Regions from separate parts of the Capsicum annuum genome. Here regions 1 and 2 are each linked to region 3. A link is a contact called in public Hi-C data. All regions are on one chromosome and are shown on one strand. Each heading gives the region's core, a stretch centred on a gene start, on an enhancer-like site or on the middle of the called end of the contact. The rest is flanking DNA. Distances are from core to core; before and after follow the strand shown.

What was found. A called contact is a pair of places that touch in the nucleus more often than the background predicts.
Region 1: a Hi-C map of bud shows a contact between it and region 3, with 2.8 times the contacts expected there. The contact joins the enhancer-like site here to the promoter of LOC107867403 in region 3. A contact is called at or near these places in 2 of 5 Hi-C or Micro-C datasets (bud and placenta).
Region 2: a contact with region 3 is called in a Hi-C map of placenta, with 4 times the contacts expected there. The contact joins the promoter of LOC107867401 here to the promoter of LOC107867403 in region 3. A contact is called at or near these places in 2 of 5 Hi-C or Micro-C datasets (bud and placenta).

What each region holds. Positions count from the first base shown.
Region 1 is chr1:97,764,470-97,768,742 of UCD10Xv1.1, forward strand. No RefSeq gene overlaps it. Among protein-coding and RNA genes, the nearest start is that of LOC107867397, 16 kb to the left of the region's middle. Within about 2 kb of position 1,337, at least 5 of the 5 cell types and tissues checked have an H3K27ac peak or open chromatin away from gene starts, as enhancers often do. A contact at or near this core is called in bud, where this site is marked.
Region 2 is chr1:98,001,064-98,005,613 of UCD10Xv1.1, forward strand. LOC107867401 (PLASMODESMATA CALLOSE-BINDING PROTEIN 1) reads left to right here and starts at 2,116. Exons shown (of 4, transcript XM_016713621.2): 1 at 2,116-2,385; 2 at 2,811-3,053; 3 at 3,145-3,181. The coding sequence starts at 2,331. It overlaps LOC107867400 (a long non-coding RNA gene), which reads right to left and starts at 888. Exons shown (of 3, transcript XR_001673171.2): 1 at 701-888; 2 at 569-634; 3 at 253-486.
Region 3 is chr1:98,274,451-98,278,484 of UCD10Xv1.1, forward strand. LOC107867403 (phosphoglucomutase, cytoplasmic) reads left to right here and starts at 1,348. Exons shown (of 19, transcript XM_016713626.2): 1 at 1,348-1,512; 2 at 1,648-1,737; 3 at 3,348-3,429; 4 at 3,992-4,034. The coding sequence starts at 1,657.

The DNA of each region.
Region 1 (4,273 bases), core at 87-2,586, 510 kb before region 3:
TTGAAAGCAGTCATATGATTATCATTCTCATCCATTCTCAACTAATGATAGCCCACTCTCAGGTCAATTTTAGAAAACACTTTAGCACCTCCTACTTCATTTAATAGTCCCTCTTGATCCAAATAGGGAATTTATGCTTAATGGTCATCTGATTTCCATATTTCTTTCCCACCAAAACTACAGGTAAAGCATATGGACTAGTGCTATGTTGTATCACACATTGATCCAACATTTCTTGTATTAGCTTCTCAATAATATCATTCTTAACTGGAGGGTCTTCTATTCACATGGTTGGATGCTTTTTGAGGAGAATATTATGATCAAATGACCTTCTATGAGGAGGTAAGGTAATAGGTATTTCAAATAGATAAGAGTACCGCTTTATCAATTTAGATCGAGAAGTGAGAACTTGAGTAACTTTGATTTCATTACAATGTCCTCCTTCTATGGTTTCCTGTACCAGTGACATCATGAAGAATTGCGCACCTGATCCACCTATCTTACTTAGTGACTTGTGAGTTGTGCTTACTGGTTCTTAGTTAGTTGTCAACACCTCTGGGGACATGTTTACTTCCTTGATATACAAATCCCACAGTCCTATTTTGGAAATCAAACAATATATTGCCTAAGGTATTCAACCATTGAACTCTCAGTACAATATTCGCATTTCCTAAAGGAAACAATAGGAAAGTTGAGCAAAAAATTGTCCCTTGCAGCAACCAAAGTAAATTCTTGCACACTAAATTAGTTTGTACCCTTATCCCATTGACTACACTTATAGACTGTTGAGTAATAGGACTAGCTTTACAACCCAAGCTTCTTGCCACTTTTTCATCTATGAAACTATGGGTACTGCCAGTATCAATCACCACTTACAGAGGCTTCTTCACATGGTAACCTGTAACTATTATAGTTTGACACCCAATAACACTAGTGTATGCCTGTAAGGATATTACTATAAACTCATCTACTGCATCTGTTAATTCTTGCCCTTTCTTCTTATCATTCAACTCCAGTGTCTCTTCCTCCAGCACTTCTACCAAGTACAATTGCTTCTTGTCTCTACAGTTATGCGCCAACACATATTTTTCATCACAGAAAAAACAAAGCCTTTTAGACCGCTTTTCATCCATTTCAGTTGTGGGTAATCTTTTTCGAAAAGTGTTGTTGTTGAATCTATTGCGATTTGAAAAATATGGTTCAAAAGGTTTCTTGGAAGTAACATTTGTGTTGGTAGAGTTTGGGAAAGAAGGCTTTTGGTATTGTGAATGTTTATGATGAGGGGTAGGCAAATAAGGGATTTGAGACCTGTTTATTGGTTGTAAACCCCAAGATTTGGCTTGAGCATCAAATACATCTTCCTGTAATCCAACAAATTTTACATGTATGTGGGTAAAGTTTTTGGGGATTGAATTCTCATAGCTTTATTTAACAACTAATGGCATTCTCATTCGACAAATTAATTCTTGTGAAACTCTGCCTGGTACTTGTTAACATTCGAAGGAGAAGACTATGATCGAAGAAAAACAACGAGAAATAATGGAAATCAGTAGAAGCTTCTAGAGAGAAAAAGAACAGAGAAGTAGGAGCATTTCTTATTATTGGAAAAGAAGAAAATGATTTTTGTGTGTTGAAAATATCTTACACTATATATATACACATTGCAACATGGACCGGGTTATAATAAAGTGGACAATAAATTAAATGGGCCAAGCCCAATACATCAACAAAAAAGACAAGTCTAATGACCCAAATCAGCAGATATAACATCAGTCTCCAACACCCCCACAAGTTAGAGGGGATACAACTCCCAACTTGAGTAAGTGAGCATGATGATGAACTCCAGTCAAGCACTTGGTGAAGACATCATCAAGCTGGCAGGAGTTGGAAGTATGAGAAAGAGAGATCAAACTGTCAGCCAACTTGGTACGTAGAAATGACAGTCAAGCTCGATATGTTTGGTCCTCTCATGGAAGACCGGGTTCTTGGCTATGTGAATGATAGCCTGATTGTCACAAAACAAGGGAATAAGAGTGAGATCAGATACACCAAAATCAGAAAGAAGATGAATAAACCAAGTAATCTCCACAATAGCTTTACTCATGGCCCTATACTCAACTTAGGCAGAAGAGAGGGAGACAATAACTTGCTTCTTGGACTTCTAACTAATGAGACTATCACCTAGTAAAACACAAAAGCCAGATACAGACCTGCGACTATCAATAAAAACACCCTAATCGCTATCATAATACATAACAAGTGATAACACTTGATACATATGACTGAGTGCATGTTGCAAGATGTATGCATCATCTCTTACCCTTCTCATTCTCATCATCATATCATAACATACTAGCATGGTACCTCACCCATTATCACATCATATCATATTATACTGGTGTGGTGCCTGATTCATTTTCTCAATGTATTATCTTAGTGAAATAAAAATATAATTCAGTCATCAAATCCCACGTTATGCTAGAAGAGAACCACAGATGTTTAAATCACAAACAAGCACAAAGTCAAGTAGGTCCAAGTTTTATACAAAAACAAAACCTATCTCAACTCTTTTTCTTAAAAGTCACCTTTATGCCATTCTTTTTTTTCTCGTTCAATTCGTTCTTGATCTATACAACACAAGATATATACACATTTCAATGAATCATCCCTTTTTAACCACTAGAGATCAAAAGTCATCAATTTTGTCCATAAATTACCCTAATTCATCATCTTAGGATTTTCTTATCATTTTAACTTCGTGAATTTTACTTGAAGTATCATAAACAACAGTAATTTCAGTTCCATTAGTGTTTTCTAACACCTAGGATCATTACATAATGAATTCATAAAAATTTTCATCCTTTTTCATCAATTTATATAAACTAGGGTTAAACCCCCATAACCTACCATTAATCCATTTCTAGTGATTTTCTAATGTTAAACAAAGTAATTTCAAGTCTAACTTTCCTTCAAATATTAAAAACTTCAAAATTCCTCTGAAAATCACCCTTTCCCGGAGCCTTAGTGTTTTCTTTTTCAAAAAGTGGGGAATGAAAATATTTTTTAGATTTAAAAACTAAAATTTTACTGTGCGTTACTGCTGCAACGATTATAGTTTTGCTACCGCAATTTGTATCCTTTTACACAGAGGCTGCCGTCGTAGTTTGGCATACCGCCATAGCACCACGTGGTTACTTTTTCTACTTCAGCGGTTCGAGGAAGAAACTTGGGAACTCTGATTGATTTTTATTATTTTACCACACACACCACGAATTTCAACATTGCGGACCAACCCCTTCACGATAAACACTATAATCGGAGCTTTATAGCTCTATTTCAGATGCTAAAAGTTACTACGACTTCCGAAACTCATTGGATATCTACTTAGCACATTCAATCCCAAACCTACATTAGTACTAGATCTTGTTTAATTATTACACCCTAAAAAATAAGCCAATCCTAGACTAACCTTGAATTTTTCAAAATTTCTCTAAGGAAAGTCTAGGTGAAGTTTCCACTTACTATTTCAGCATAAAAAGTTTTTGGATCATTACTATTATATGTAGTTTTGATGATGAGCAGCTAAACTAAAAGGGACCATGGACGCGCAAAGTACTGTACAACTGGAACATGGTATTTACATAGTTTTGTCCTCTTGTGTAACAAACTTGCAGGTGCTATTTTGTACCGATTTAGACAGTTGGTCCAATGATATTCTATCCCTAATCATCATAAAACTATAAAAAAAGAGATGCCTCTTCAACAATTGGTTTTTGCACATTCTAAAGAGTGAAAAGAGAGGCATCAAAACCCCATTTCAATGTTGCTCAAGTTCATAGCTAATCTATGTGTGATCAGATTGAAATAGTTCTTGAGTGAGTAATGATTTGTAATTGAACTACTCATGCTATAAGAGTAGTGTTTTCTTTTGTGAAGAGAGTGCTTAGGTAAAGTTGCCTAAGCTTATCGCTGGTTAGAGTTAACCAACTGTTAAGGAAAACTTGGCAGAGGTGTCAAGGTGTGCTTGTAATAAGGAGGAACCTAGAGTTAGGTTCATCGTAGATTCTTTAATCAAAATGCTGGTTATAATGGACTGTTTTGGTGCTTTTGAGGGCAAGCTGTGGTTTTTTCCAATTTGAATTTCCACGTTAAACTCATGTGTTCTTACTTTTTGTAGTGTCTTTAAATTTCTATCACCTCCAAGTTGCTTTACTGATCTATTTCTTGAAATTAATCCCGCGGGACGTGGTCCTTCACTATGTAGTGTAACCCC
Region 2 (4,550 bases), core at 866-3,365, 270 kb before region 3:
ATAGTGGAAGAGATATGGAGCAAACTTCATGTAGTGCAAGGCAAAGTAACACATATTTAGAGAAGGAAATTCAGTTGCTAATGCTCTTGCTAGTGAGGTAATAGACATACAGCAAACAAAAGAGTATTATGGTTTCATGGAACTGCCTACTAAGATTAGAAGGTATATTAACATGGACAAGTCACAAATCTCTAATCTTAGAATTAGAACACACAAAATTAGCAAACAGACATAAAGAGAGGCAAGCAAATATATACGCAAGAGCAGTCACATGGATTAAAAGAAAGCACAAAGGGTCCCATTACAATCCCAAGGGGGTGCACCAACATAAACAGCATATACAAATCGAGTTTTGTCAAGCTATGGACAGATCTGTAAATGCTCTAGCTACCAAAAACCTTCACCAAAAAAGGGATACTGGGAGCCTCCCACCGAACTCAGATGGATTTGACCTGGAAATTGAGCTGCGTGTTGATAAATCAACAACTTACAAGAGAAATAAGGAAAGGTGAGAAGAGCAAGAGGGAGAATATTAAATCCATATGGAATAAGAGAAAAGAAAACCTACTTGATAGGGCAAATCGGAGCTTCGACATGATGTTACTTCAGTCCTGTGGGGCAAAACCCCGACCACCTGAGAAGAGGATGGAGTCAAACCGAGCTAAAGATTCAGGTAAGGGAAGCTGGAAACAGAACTTACCAGAGGCAAAGTTGATAGAAAGAGCTAGGGTTGAGCAACATCCACAGACATCCAACTTACAGATAACCTAGGGGAGGAGGGAGATGAAGTGGCCACAAGGGGAACATCCTTCAGCAGAGGCGGCAATGTGAAGTAAAGAGTAGAGAATACTTTTCTTGTTTAAACGTTGATATTAGGAAACTTTTCATATTCCATTTTTTGGATCGGGTTTTTTTGGACTTGGGTCAACAATGTATAGTTGGGCTGGATTGTTTTGGATGAAGTTGCAATAAAAAAGGGTCCAGACAGACCAAAAATTCTAATTAAAAAAAAAAAACTAATATCTTTCTTGGAGGAAAATTTTGGATCTCTATAAATTAAAGACCTCTCTTCTCATATCACAACACAATAGTATTAATAGTTTTTATATTTTTTCTTATATTATATTTTCGTATGTAGGTCAATTAGCCAAATTATATAATCATTATGTTTTTAATATGTTTTTCTCTGTCGTTTGAATTATCACCATCTTGATTTTCAACTATTACCTTTCGCATGACGCTTTGACAATTTTGATCCGAACAGATAGAACGTATTAAGATCTCACCTTTACCTCTTCGAGCTAGGCAAATGTAGATTGTTTTTGATAGATCCTAATTTTAGTAATACCTGTCAAGCAGTGTGAAAGGGGGGATACAATCGTAAAAGCAATTACAGTACAAATTAATCAAAATAGTAGCATTACACAACAAATAATATAAAACAATAAGAAATGAAATAATGATTAATCGATGCATAATTAAAACACCAAGGGGTTGTTTGGTGTGAGGTATAAGAGATAAATAGTCTTAGGTTAAAGTGAAATATTATTTTATCCCATGTTTGGTTTGAAGTATTAATTAGTATCGAAATTATTTATCCCACTATTTATGCTATAATAATGGAATAAGTTATCTCAAATACATGATGGGATAACTAATTTCAAATTATATCAGAATAACTTATCTCAAAATTAATTATTTCTAAATAATTTTTTCGCAACCAAATAACCGTAAGTGTACGCTGATACCGAATATTATGGAACAAGAAGCGTATCGCAAAGTATTCAACCAGAGTTGAGTTAGGTAGTGACCATGTGGATGAGTCTATGACCGTTTGAGAGGCAATAGAGCACACATACACAAGTACAGGTACAGTCAATTACATGACAAAAGCTTTTGCTTTTCTGCTCAATTTCCAAAAACACCATCTCCCCTTATCAATAATATTTTTTTTGATTTTCATCCGATATTCGTATTAAAACTCGATTAATTTAAATTCATACCGTATAGAATTTCATTTAGGGGAAAATGCTTTCTAACAGAGTTTTCTTCATATCCAAAATCAAACTTTCAATTTTTAATTAAGGATGAAACAACTCATCCATCTACCGGACCACCTCTCATATTGTTATCAACGATATAACATATGCAGATACTGTAAATTTACACTCATCATACATATAAAAGTGCCACAAAAACAAGTATACATCAGAATACTTGTAGTCACTCTCATTTTATTATCTAGAAAACAACACCCTTTCTTCTCCTTTACCAATTCTCTTGAAAAAGTGAAGGAATAGTGTACTTTCTTCATTATTGCTTTCACAATCATGGCTGCTTTTATGTTGTCTTTGGTATTTTTCTTGGCTATCACTGGTCACTCAAGTAAGCTGCTACTTTTCACTTTGCCATGAACTTTTCTCTGTTCTCAGCATTTTTTCCCATATTTTTCTTGAGATGGTCTTTTACTAGATTTTGCTTTTAGTAAGGAGACACTTTTCACTTTGCCCTCAAGTTTTCTCTGTTTTTTCTGCATTTTTTTCATATTTTTTGATATGGGGTTTCACTATAATTTGCTCTTGATGATGTTCTTGATTCTATTAAATTAGAAGATTCAGTCTTTTTCCCTTTGCCTTCAAGTTTTCGGTATTTTTGATGCTTTTATACTCTTCTTGAGATGAGGTTTCACTATATTTTACTCTTTAAAAATGTTCGTGATTCAGCTGTGTTCAAAGATTCAGTCTTTTTATAGGAAAATCACAATGAGTTTTGCTTGTTTGAGCTGATTGTATGTGGATTTGTTTCTGTAGGTGCCAGTTACTGTATTTGCAAAGATGGTGTGGATGTAAAAATTCTTCAAGAGAACATTGATTATGCCTGTGGATCTGGAGCTGATTGCACAGCTATCCATACTAATGGTGCTTGTTACAATCCTGACACTGTCAAAGATCACTGCAACTATGCTGTAAATAGCTATTATCAGAGAAAAGGTGCCTCTGGTGCTAGTTGTGACTTTAAGGGAACTGCAACTTTGACTCCAACTGCACCAGCTTGTATGTTTCCTCATTTACCACTAATCCTTTTACTTATTTTGTATCTTCAAAGATTAACTTTTTGTTGTTTTCTTGTTCTTTTTTTCATCAGCTGCTGGTTCTGGTTGTGTATATCAGTCTACTGCAGGGTAGGTTCTTTAAGCTTATGTTATAATATGTGATGTTAGATCCGGTATTGCATAGGCATCTCACTCTTTCTCTCTTTGGGTGTATTAGATTTACTTAACGTTTTACCTTGAAATTAAAGGAAAGGTTCTAGTTGTTGCTCCTGTCTTTGTGATAATAGCTTCAATCTAAAGCTCATTCTTGACCTCTTGATCTTGGAGAAGTCATAAAAAGTTCACCTTTTTCTGGTGTCAATTACAAATTGTGTGCTTCGAAGGTAAAAGGGTTGGTGAAGAAAGTTAAAATTGTGTCTTGGACATGAAAAGAGACCAACTCCATATTAAATATTAATACATGCAGTTTCTTTATTTAAAAAAAGACTTTCGGAACTTGTAGTATTAAGCATATCATTATATTTCTGTGACTTTTGAAACTTGTCTTTTAAAACATGTTAATAAATTTTTGTGCGAGTCATATAAATTGAAATGGAGGGGAGCATACATAGGAAAATAGTAACTTGTAGTATTAAGCATATCATTATATTTCTAGTTGTGCTTTATTTATTTTACCATAATATTCCAGTAGCTATTGTTAGTGTGGCCTGTCACTATTCACACTACCTAATAGTATGCGTGAATGAGCTGTCATGATGTTGATATCTGTCTGTTGTATATGTCCCTTTCTCCTCTACCATGATGACAATTTCAGGTGTATCTTCCATCATGTAACATATTCTAATGGCTTAAGTAAAATTTTCTTAGACCCCTCAATTAAGGTTTGTATCTATCAGCCTCCTAACCCACCGAATTTTGATTCAATCATGCCTTTTTTGTCTAATCAGCAACAGGTATAGTGTGTGTGTAACACACTCACCTGACGTGGCAAAATTAACCAATTAGAAAAAAAAAAACGTAAAAACACCCCCACCTACACAGTCATCATCTTCACAACCTCTCCCCCGATGTCTTCACAGTTCTCACACACACACACTCGTCGTCCGTCTTCACAGTTCACACACACACACGAGAGCAGCAACAATATACTTCCTAATTTTGATTTTCCGACGAGATTCATCGGAGTCGGAAAACGCACACGAAAAGATTATGTTATATTTGATGTTGAATTATTATTCATTTTATGTTTATTCATCAGAAGGAAACACAAATTCAAGATTATTATTCATCAGAAGGAAATGTTGAATTTGTGTTTGAATTTACTATTGAATGTTGTTAGTTTTACGGGGGTTGAAGACGACGATGATAGGGTGGGGGTAGGGTGCTGTGAAAATGATGATTACACGGGGAGGGTTGAAGACGACGAACTGGGGTGGGGTGGGGTGAAGATGATGACGTGGGGTGGGGTGAAGACGGTGACGCTAGGGGAGGGGTTGAA
Region 3 (4,034 bases), core at 98-2,597:
TTGACTTTATCACATTATGTTTTAATTTATGAGATGTTCTACAACTATTACCTTAGAGGCAAGACTTAATTAGCTCAAGGACTTTCAAACTACAAATTATACCCCACGACCAAGAGTTGACTCTATCACGTTATGTTTTCATTTATGAGATGTTCTACAACTATTGCCTTAGAGGCAAGACTTAGCTCAAGGACTTTCAAACTATAAATTATGCCCCACGGGCAAGAGTTGAGACTACCACGTTATGTCTTCATTTATGAGATGTTCTACAACTCTTGCATTAGAGGCAAGACTTAGCTTAAAGATTTTCAAACTACAAATTATGCTCCACGGGCAAGAGTTGACACTATCACGTTATGTCTTCATTTATGGGATGTTCTACAACTCTTACCTTAGAGGTAAGACTTAGCTCAAGGACTTTCAAATAATAAATTATGCCCCATGGGCAAGAGTTGACACTACCACGTGATGTCTTCATTTATGAGATGTTCTACAACTCTTGCCTTAGAGGCAAGACTTTACTCAAGGACTTTCAAGTAATAAATTATGCCCCACGGGCAAGAGTTGACACTACCACATTATGTCTTTATTTTTGAGATATTCTACAACTCTCGCCTTAGAGACACGACTTATCTCAAGAATTTTTAAAGAACTTCGTAACAACAATTCATGCCCTTAAATTTACTTTGTGGGAATACACTGAGTTTGTTGTTGTAAAAAAAAGAAGATCCCTTTGTGGATTATCAAATTTTTTATTTATTAGCAAAATATAATAGAAGTTGAGAAAAAAGAAAAAAACGATCAAAAAAATAGAAAAATAAAAAAAATTAAGAAAAAAAATGAAAGAAAAACTTAAAGATCAAGAAAAAAAGCGAAGGATTAAAAAAATAGAGAAAAATAAAAAAAAGAGAAAAAAAAAAAAAATAAAGATTAAGAAAAAAGCGAAGAATTAAAAAAAATGAGAGAAAAAAATAAAAATAAAGTTTGAGAAAAATGAGGAAAAAAAAGAGAACTGATAAAATCAAAAATAAAAGAAAAATAAAGGTTACAGACAAATGAATTAAAAAAAGAAGAAGAAATAGATAATGCTTGAGAAAAAAGAAAAAAGAGAAAAAAATAAAGGTTGAAATAAATGAATTAAAAATGAAAATAAAATTAAAGAGAAAAATAAAAAGTAAAAATAATAAAATTAAAGAAAAAAAAGTGAAAATAATAAAAAATAGAATAATAAATTAAAGAAAAAATAAAAAAAATAAAAAATAAAATTTAAGAGATAAATAAATAAAATAAATTTTAAAAATATATTTAAGGTGTATAAAAATAAAAATATCTTTAAAAATATTGTTTATTGGGGCCAAATATGCCACTCATAATTAGGTATGACATGCAATTTCCTCTTCTCCCCATGGTTTAATTTGAATTGCTTCCTTTTTCCAAATATGCATTCTTCACGCTCTCTTCAAGCTCCACACACGTCGTTCACTCATTCATTCATCTTTCCAATCTTCAGATGTAAGCCTTCCTCTATCTCTCTCTCTAAAAAAGTGTACGTGTATACTAGATTTAAATGTGGGTGCCTTTATGCGTTTTGAATCTCTGCATTTTCTGTTTCTAGCTAATTCTGCGTGCTGTTGATTCATTTTCCAGTGACGAAAAATGGCGACATTCAAGATTACCCGCGTCAATACGACTCCGTTTGAAGGCCAGAAGCCTGGTACTTCCGGTCTCCGTAAGAAGGTAAACCTGAAAAAACAGAATTAAGCCAAATCAAATTCAAAATAAATAGTTCGGCTTTTTTGATAAATGTGGTGTCTGGTCCGCTTTAGTGCACCTCGACTAAATCCACCGGATAAATAACACCTCCCTCCAGCAACAGATATCGCATAACTCTGTGGAAAGAATCACCTAGTGTTTTTGCCTTTGTTGGGATTTAAATATCAGACCTCAAGTTCTCAACCCACTTCATTGATTAGGCGACACCCTTGGATATCCTGATCTAGCTGCTTTTTTTAGTTAAAGTTTCTTTTTGCCGATCTCTTTGTTTTCGAGTTCAATCCACTTTCCATTTGGTTTGCTTGCCATATTATCTTTTCTTTAAAGTACTTATTGATGTGTACAGATTGTAATCAGCGGTTATAGATCTAAGGAATAACTAGTAACTTAATGGGATTTTGTAGTAACGGACCTAATGGAATTCGCCTGCATCATCTTGTAGAAATACTTGATCATAATAACTTGTCCTCATGCATGCTTCTTTGGACATAAACTCAGCTATAAAAAAGCTTTCTGTGTTTTCGAAATGTAATCACTAGAAGTGCTACTGATAATAACGATCACATAAAAGGGCTGCATAGCCCAATATCATCATTCTTATGTGCATTATTAACCACTCAAAACTCACTATCGAGTCGTAACTGATCAAGATAAGGGACGATGCCCAAACAACAGATTTGGCCCAATGTCAAACTGGCCAAAGGCTCATAATGAGACGAGTCAGGGATCCAGATTTGAATTAGATCAAGTAAGGAATTCTTACTTGCCGGTAATTCTATGAACTATGGTTAAGGACAAAGAGCTGTTGATTAGTTTATGATGGATTTCTCAGTCCTCTATCCGTTTTTATTTTCTGAAGCAGTATATGATTCTTTGGAAGGTATTGGATTCAGTTGTATGTGGAGAAAAAATGCAATTTATACAGGACTTTGAGTGGTAATCTTCTAACATAAAATCGTATTTTTTTTTTAAAGTAATCTAGTTCAATATATCTCTGTGAATTGGTCAAATACATTTTTTCTAAGCTAAAAACACTAATCATATTGTGTTGGAGGGAGTATTCATGAACCACCAAAAAGAGTCTAACTATGTCAACAAAACATAGTTCCCTACAAGAGGTGTTGGCTTAATGGTAAACTATGTCAGACTAGTTTGAGTTATACTATAAAAAAGAAACACGGGACACGATTCTGGACCCCCCAAAAAGTTACAGTTATGTTCTTAAACTCTATTTCTTTTTAGCCAACTGGCTTGTTACTAATTTGTTTTCCTTCACATTCCTGTAAGGATGTCTCAGACATTCATGTGGTTCTTCCAGACACAGCTAGAACAATATATTAATTCATTCGTTATGTTCATCTTCGTCACAACTCTTTCAGCATTTTGTTTGAATTTTTGCAAAGCTGGTAGTTTAAATTGTAGTTAAGCTGACTCATGAATAAGCCTGAACTTCTGGACATCAGTAGTTCTGCATGATCTTTAGTCCATCTGGAGTGTCTTGGCTTGTTTCTGCGCTGTTATCTTAATGGATCTTGTTTTTTGAGCGTAACATCAGGTTGGATGGGCTGTTTCAGGTGAAGGTGTTCATACAACCTAATTACTTGCAAAATTTTGTTCAGGCAACATTCAATGCCCTTGGAGCTGACAGAGTTAAAAGTAAGGAATTTTATGTTTTCCTTTTCTAGCTGAATTCCTCTACATTTCTTGCATGTAATGGTAGCAGTGGTGAATCTTAGATTTGGAGGTTTGGGTTCAACATTGCTTTGAACGAGGTGTTGCTATTTAACAGTCCAAATAAAGTAAACAATTAGCTGGTTTGCTCAATTTTGTGCTTCTTTTCGGGTTATTCGTCTTTTCGATTTTTATTGAAAAATTGATCAAACGAAAAATGTAATAATTATGACAATTTAACGCGACACCCACAACTTGGAAGGCGGAAGCTACTTACATTTTATGCTTAAAACAAAAAGAAAGAAAGAAAGTCTAGAAAAATCTAAGCTGCAGACTCTTCATTTTCGCTGCCGAACCCGTGTCGACACAACACCAGTGCAGGATACGTGTGGAATTCGGACCCAGGTGTTCGATGGCGTGGAACCCCCCATCTTTTTACATAGATCCGCCCTGATGGAAGAGCTGATAAATATATTCTTTTTTTATGGAGGTCAGTTGATGATTTTGTTGTCTTGTCCCTTCTTCTAATCACACTTTTATTGTGCAGATGCTATACTTGTGGTTTCTGGTGATGGCCGATACTATTCGAA